2 separate regions of the Sus scrofa genome follow, and region 2 is linked to region 1. A link is a contact called in public Hi-C data. All regions are on one chromosome and are shown on one strand. Each heading gives the region's core, a stretch centred on a gene start, on an enhancer-like site or on the middle of the called end of the contact. The rest is flanking DNA. Distances are from core to core; before and after follow the strand shown. Region 1 overlaps PNKD (probable hydrolase PNKD). Region 2 holds the start of CATIP (ciliogenesis associated TTC17 interacting protein).

Evidence for each region. Hi-C and Micro-C count contacts between places; a contact is called where the count stands out from the background.
Region 2: a Hi-C map of liver shows a contact between it and region 1, with 1.8 times the contacts expected there. The contact joins the promoter of CATIP here to the enhancer-like site in region 1. A contact is called at or near these places in 1 of 5 promoter capture datasets (skeletal muscle), 13 of 47 Hi-C or Micro-C datasets (alveolar macrophages, blood, embryonic fibroblasts and 7 more) and 2 of 2 datasets of contacts at active chromatin or transcription factors (alveolar macrophages and skeletal muscle).

Annotation. Positions count from the first base shown.
Region 1 is chr15:120,380,033-120,383,623 of Sscrofa11.1, reverse strand. All of the region lies in intron 2 of PNKD (probable hydrolase PNKD), which reads right to left. Among named protein-coding and RNA genes, the nearest start is that of TMBIM1, 17 kb to the right of the region's middle. Within about 2 kb of position 2,078, at least 3 of the 83 cell types and tissues checked have an H3K27ac peak or open chromatin away from gene starts, as enhancers often do. A contact at or near this core is called in liver, where this site is marked.
Region 2 is chr15:120,418,024-120,421,154 of Sscrofa11.1, reverse strand. CATIP (ciliogenesis associated TTC17 interacting protein) reads right to left here and starts at 1,682. Exons shown (of 10, transcript NM_001190220.1): 1 at 1,618-1,682; 2 at 1,341-1,433; 3 at 782-982; 4 at 462-517. The coding sequence starts at 1,642.

The sequences.
Region 1 (3,591 bases), core at 829-3,328:
CTGAGCCACATCTGTGACCTACACCACGGCTCATTGCAAAGCTGGATCCTTAACCCACTGAGCGAAGCCAGGGATCGAACCCGCATCCTCATAGATACTAGTTGGGTTTGAGAACCACTGAGCCACAAAGGGAACTCCTGGAACTTCTCTACCTTTGAAAATCTCAACTCCAATGCACTTCTCTCTGACCTTATTATTTCCACTACATCTCCTCCATCTCTAGGCCCTCAAAGGTTTGTTTTCTTTCAGCCCTTCAGCCCCTCCTGCCCACATTTCTTCCCTCCAAGGGAGAATTTGGGTTCAGTCCCTTGAACCACTTACTCACTGGTCGTCGGCTTCTTCACCCCCCTTGTCCCTCCAGCCTTAGCCTATCAACCTCCAGACCAGCCTGTTCCAACCTGACAGTCCACATTTTCTGCTCCAGCCTTGGGCACAGGGCCAGAGAAAATGGCCATCCCTTGTGAATCAGGGTCTCTACAAGTCAGACCTTGGAGTTCCCATTGTGGCTCATTGGAAACAACCACTGGTGCGGCCCTAAAAAGGAGGGAAAAAAAGTTATACTTTACTGGGCTCCCCAACACCAATGCTTGACAGAGCATTTTTATTTTATTTAAAAAAAACTTTTATTTAATTTTTTATCTTATGGTCACTGGTACAGAAGTTCCCAGGCCAGGTACTGAATCCAAGCCACAGCTGTGGCAACACTTTAACCCTCTGTGCCAGGCCAGGGGTGGAACCTGCACCTCCACAGTGACCTGAGCTGCTATAGTTGGATTCTTAATCCACTGTGCCATGGTGGCAACTCCTTGGCAGAGCGTTTACTTTGCTGAGATCTCTTATTAGCAACCTCAGGCTTAGCTCCAATTCCTTTCCTTTCAGCCAATAGCCTTCTTAGAGGGAATAATTTCTATGTCCATTCAGTCCCTGGCAAAACTTGCTGCTCACATACGAATTTTCATTTATTTATTTATTTATTTATAAATTATTTTTATGTTTTTTTAATTTTTATTTTGGTCTTTTTGCCTTTTCTAGGGCTGCACCCACGGCATATGGAGATTCCCAGGCTAGGGGTCCAATCAGAGCTGTAGCCGCCGGCCTACACCACAGCCACAGCAAGGCAGGATCCAAGCCAAGTCTGAGACCTACACCACAGCTCACAGCAACGCAGGATCCTTAACCCACTGAGTGAGGCCAGGGATCAAACCTGCAACCTCATGGTTCCTAGTCAGATTCATTAACCACTAAGCTACAATGGGAACTACAATGCCGGCTCTTTAACCCACTGAGGGAGACCAGGGATCAACCCCACAACCTCATGGTTCCTAGTCGGATTGGTTAACCACTGAGCCACGACAGGAACTCCCCATATGAATTTTTAGAGGAAATGCTCTTGGCCCGTCTTGCTCATGTCTTCAAGCGGTGTTTCTCCTGGCCACCATTTTTCCTTACCCTATGAGCAAACTTGAGTATCTCCCTGCCTTAAAAGCTTCCCTTGACCTTGACTCCCTATTGAGATTCTGCCTTTATCTCAACATAACTTGGTTTCCTGAATGTCTGTCTCTGTGGGTGTGGTGGATTGCATTTCGGTTGCCCGTTCCTCATCTCTCTCTGGAATCTCACCCTTTACCATGTGGCTGTGTACCATTTCCGTGGAGGTGCAATGTATTTCCCCTGCACCACTGACGTTGGGCTTGGTCTGGTGACTTGGTTTGGTCAGTGAAATGTTAGCAGACATGGTAAAGCAGAGGCCTTAAATGTGCTACTGTGGTCGGACTTGGTCTCTGTATCCATGCCTTTTGCCATGAAAACAATCCCTCTGGTAGTTAGTTGCTGGCTTAAGGAGAATGAAGACAAGTGGAGGTGACCTGACCCCACTCACAGCTCAGAAGCCAGCCCAGTCCAGCAGAGCCCAGCCTAGACGAGCTGAAACTCAGCCTGCCCACCGGTGCACAAGTGAGAGAAATACACACTGCTTGTTGTATGCCTCTCAGTTTTGGATTTGCTTGTTATGCAGCATTATTGACACAATAGCTAATGGAGACAGTGGGAAGCAGAGAGATTAATTATTAATGGTCCTGGAAAGCAAGGGGCTTGGATAACTCATTAGCTAACTGAAAAGAGCAATTTAGACTCGTGTCGGCACAGCATACGCCAAAATAAATTCCAGGTGAATTAAAGTGTTAAGGACAGACAGTTAAATCATACAAAACTAGAAGAAAATTAAATGCATGTTCAATCTGTGAATAGTGGAAGGCTTTCTAGGGCTTAAAGCAATAGCAGTGTTTTTCTAATTTTCCTTAATAGGCGTAAGTTACTCTTAAACTCAGACTAAAAGCAAATGAAGGTGTAACATGGGAAATAATTACTCTTCTGGCTCCTTAAAAAAATTTAAGCCTCTGTGTTAAGAAACAACATGGGGGCTCCGATTGTGGCTCAGCAGTAATGAATCTGACTAGTATCCATGAAGATACAGGTTCCATCCCTGGCCTCACTCAGTGGGTTAAGGATCTGGTGTTGCCATGCGCTGCGGCAGAGGTCACAGACGCAGCTTGGATCTGGCGTTGCTCTGGCTGTTGTGGTGTAGGCCAGCAGCTGCAGCTCTGATTTAACCCTTTGCCTGGGAACTTCCATATGCCGAGAGTATGGCCCTAAAAAGACAAATAAATAAATGAAAGAAACAACATGAACAAAAGAAAGAGCCAGAAAAAATTGTGGAAAATATTTGTCTCCTTTGTCAAAGACTTAAACTACTGAATACTTTTAGTAAATGAGAAAACACAAAGACACATCAATTACTAAAGGGATTAATGGCTAATATATACATGAAAAATGTTCAACCTCAAAAGAATCAAGGATCGTTAACCTGCTGAGCCACCAGGGAGCTCCAGCACAATTTTCTAAAAAGCAATTCTCAATATGCATCAATGATTTTAAAATATCATATTCTCTGACTCAGGAATTCGGTTTTAGAGATCTGCCCAAAAGATCTGCCCAAAAATATCATTTGACATGTATGCAATGGTGAGACTATAAACAGTTGACGGGTCTGGTAAAAAGGGAAGAGTTAGGTTCTATGAACCTCTGTATGGCTTTAAGATGGTGTTTATTTATTTATTTATTTCATTTTTGGCCGCCCCTTGGTATATGGGGTTCCCAGGCCAGGGATCAGATCTGAGCCACAGCTGCAACAATGCCAGATCCTTAACCCACTGTGCTGGGCCAAGGATTGAACCTGAGACCCAGAGCTTCCAAGGGGCTGCCCATCCTGGTGTGCCACAACGGGAACTCCTACAATGGTGTTTATGATTAGAACCCAATGCAATGCATGATCCTGGATTGACCAGGAAAAAGGACATTCAGGAGACAATGGGCAAAATTTGAATAAAGACTGTTGAAATCTTTTTAGAACTGTAGCAATGTTAATTTCCTGGTTTTGATACTAACACTATAGTTAAGTAAGACGTGAACCTTTGGAGAAGCTCGATGGCAGGTGATGGGACCTCCTAGTCATATCTTCAAAATAAAAAGTAAAACAAAACAAAACAAAACAAAAAAACCCCAGAATACCTACAAATAGAATAGTGTTCATGT
Region 2 (3,131 bases), core at 433-2,932, 38 kb before region 1:
ACTTCTGGAACATGACCACTTCTGGAACTTCTGGAAGGAAACCACACCTACTGAAGAATTGTCCCACAGAAATCATGCCCATTTTCTTTTTTATTTACTTTTTTTTTTTAGGGCCACAGCATATAGAGGGCACAGAGCAGAATTTAGAGGAGAGGTAGTGACAAGCCTTTGGGAAAGGCCATCCCACTTGGCCCCAAGGGAGATGCTAGACGCTTGGGCCGGAGGAGGCTGAGGGTGGGCTGGACCCAGGATTTGTGTATTAGGAGAAGGTCTTCAGAAGCAACCCTCTGTGGACCTCCAGGACCCTAGATGGACTGGTTTCCAAGTTGTGTGTGGTGGGGGGTGCAGGGTAACTGGGAAGAGAATTGAGGTGACAGTCCTCTGAACCCCCTTCCTCCCTCCTCGGGTCTCTATTTTCTCATCCTGGTTTGGAGTCAAGGCTGGGGAGCCCCAGGAGATACCTTGATGAACTCCTGATTATGTTGTTCCACGATCTCCAGTTTCCAGGAAAGGTAGCCTGGGGGGAGGCAGGTGAACGCTGCCATCACGGGAGGTGGGGCCGGAGATTGCAGGAAGGGAGGGTGGGGGCCCAGGCTGGAGGACTCAGGCGAGGGTGGCCACAGGAAAGACCTCCCTGCCACCCCTCTGTGTCAGGCACTCTCTTTGCCTCATTCTGGTCCCAAGGTGAAGTCAATGGTGTGGTCCTGGGTGGAGGTTGAGGGGAGGGGGGAGCAGTGGAGGAAGGGAGGGGGAGGAGGATATGGGGCAGCAGGAGCTCTACCCAGAAGCGAGGTTCCGCAGAGGACTCCGTCCACGTAGCCGCGGCTGGAGGCGTGCACGAAGGGGCAGTAGGACATGATACCAAATTCATCCTTGTATTTCCCTCTCTGCACATCAATGGTCAGCTCTCCCTGAGGCTCCCCTGTGTCTGACACCATGACCAGGGTCTCCGAGAAGAGCAGCATCAGCAGCTCCTCCTGCCCTGGGAGGTGAGGGTCCCGTGGAGACCGTTGAAGCCCCCATTCCTAGGCCTCAACTCTCTGACCCCCTGATCATCAGTGCCCCACAGTCTCCGCTCACCTTCTCCTCATTCCAGGTCCCCCAGGGAGCCCCTGCCTCCCCTCTACAGCAGCCAGCCGGGAAGACACACCCCCACCCCCACCCCCATGGCCTCCCCGGGGGGTCTTCCCTTGAAGAATATCTACTACTAGGCCTCTCGCCCTTTCTGAGTCCCAGGAGAATCAAGAGAGATGGGGGCCAGGCAGTTCTGGGCCTTTTCTCTCTCTTCTCTCCTGTCCACCCTGGTGCCCATCCCCTCCATCCCCACTGCCCAGGCTCACGGAGGGAATCAAGGAAGTGGATGGCTTCCGCATTGGCCTCAGGGGGTGGCAGACCCGCTTGGGCGGAAGGCTGGTGGTCCTTGGCTTTGGAGCCTATGGAGGGAAGAGAGGCTGAGATTGCAGATGAAGGACCCTGGGGAGAGGGACAGATGTGGGACAGGGGTCTCAAGGGCAGAATTCTCCAAGGCCACCCCAGGGTGGATGGAGAGGGAGAAGATGCCCCTCCCCCTTCCAGCGCCCCCCCCAACCCCCCCCAACCCCTCAGCCCTTCTCTCACCTTTGGATTGAACTTTAGAGGACATGCTGCCTGTTGCTTCTGGGTTTGTAGCCAGCTGTCTCCATGGCAACTGGGAGCTAGCTACTGCCTCTTAAAGGGCCCTCAACCCATTCACCAAACATCCAAACCTTGAAGGAATTGGTAGGCACGGTGGCTTCTGGGGCTCAGCCCAAGCCTCAAGTATTGTCCAGCAGAGGGAGCATTTGCCGTTCTTAGGAGGCAGGGGAATGACATGGGTCAGTAGAATGACCTTAGAAGTTGTAGCTCTGAATCAGACATGGCCTCCCATGCATACTACCAATTAGAAGCCTTGTGATTCGCCCACACGCTGTGGTTCTAATAACGACAGTCACAGCAAACACTTAAACTCTGCCTTACCTTTGGCCAGGCCTTACCTTCGGCCAGGCGCTCTTCTAAAGGACTTCATGTACATTATCTCATTTAATCTTCAGGCTAAACCTGTGAACAGGTGCTTTTTTCCCCCCTCCACTTTATGGCTAAGAAAATTGAGGAACCAAGAGGTTAAATGTCTTCCCAAGGTCACAGCTAATAACTGGCAGAGCCAGGACCCAAGCTACAACATAGTGGCTATAAAAAGCAGCTCAGGGAGTTCCCATTGTGGCTCAGTGGATTAAGTATCTGGCATTGTCACTGCAGTAGCCTAGGTCACTGTGGTGTCTCGGGTTCAGTCCCTGGCCTGGGAACTTCCACATGCCATGGGAATGGCAAAAACAAACAAACAAACCAAAAAAACTATCACCACCACAAACAACAACAACAAAAACAAAGGCGTTCAGGAGTTCCCAGCGTGGCTCAGTGGTTAACAAATCAGACTAGCATCCGTGAAGACGCAGGTTTGATCCCTGGCCTTGCTCAGTGGGTTAAGGATTCAGTGTTGTCGTGAGCTGCGGTGTAGGTCATAGACATGGCTCAGGTCCTGAGTTGCTGTGACTGTGGGTGTAGGCTGGCAGCTATAGCTCTGATTGGACCACTAGCCTGAGAGCCTCCAAATGCCATGGATGTGGCCCTAAAAAGCAAAAAAAAAAAAAAAAAAAGAGGCAGTTCAGCCTGATAGGGTCACAAAAAAAGAAAAAACCTTACCCTGAATCCTCAGTCACCTAAGGAATTATTCTTTCCCTCACCCCCATCTCCCTTATCACTTGGGAAGGTAATCTTTAAACATCTTCTTATATGGTAAATATCCACCAACTTTGGGGAGATTTAGAATTATATGTAGAAGGGCTTAAGAGAATCAAACTAACAGGATTAATATTGTTTTGTATTACATTGTGTGTATTTGGCATTTCAAGTTCTTGAAATGTTTAAAATAATTTGGCATAACAGGATGCTTAAAAGATAAGCTGAGGAATTCCTGTCATGGCTCAGAGGAAGTGAATCTGACTGGCATCCATGAGGACACAGGTTTGATCCCTGGCCTCACTCAGTGGGTTAAGGATCCGGTGTTGCCATGAGTTTTGGCGTAGGGTGCAGTCCGGCTCGGATCTGACGCTGCT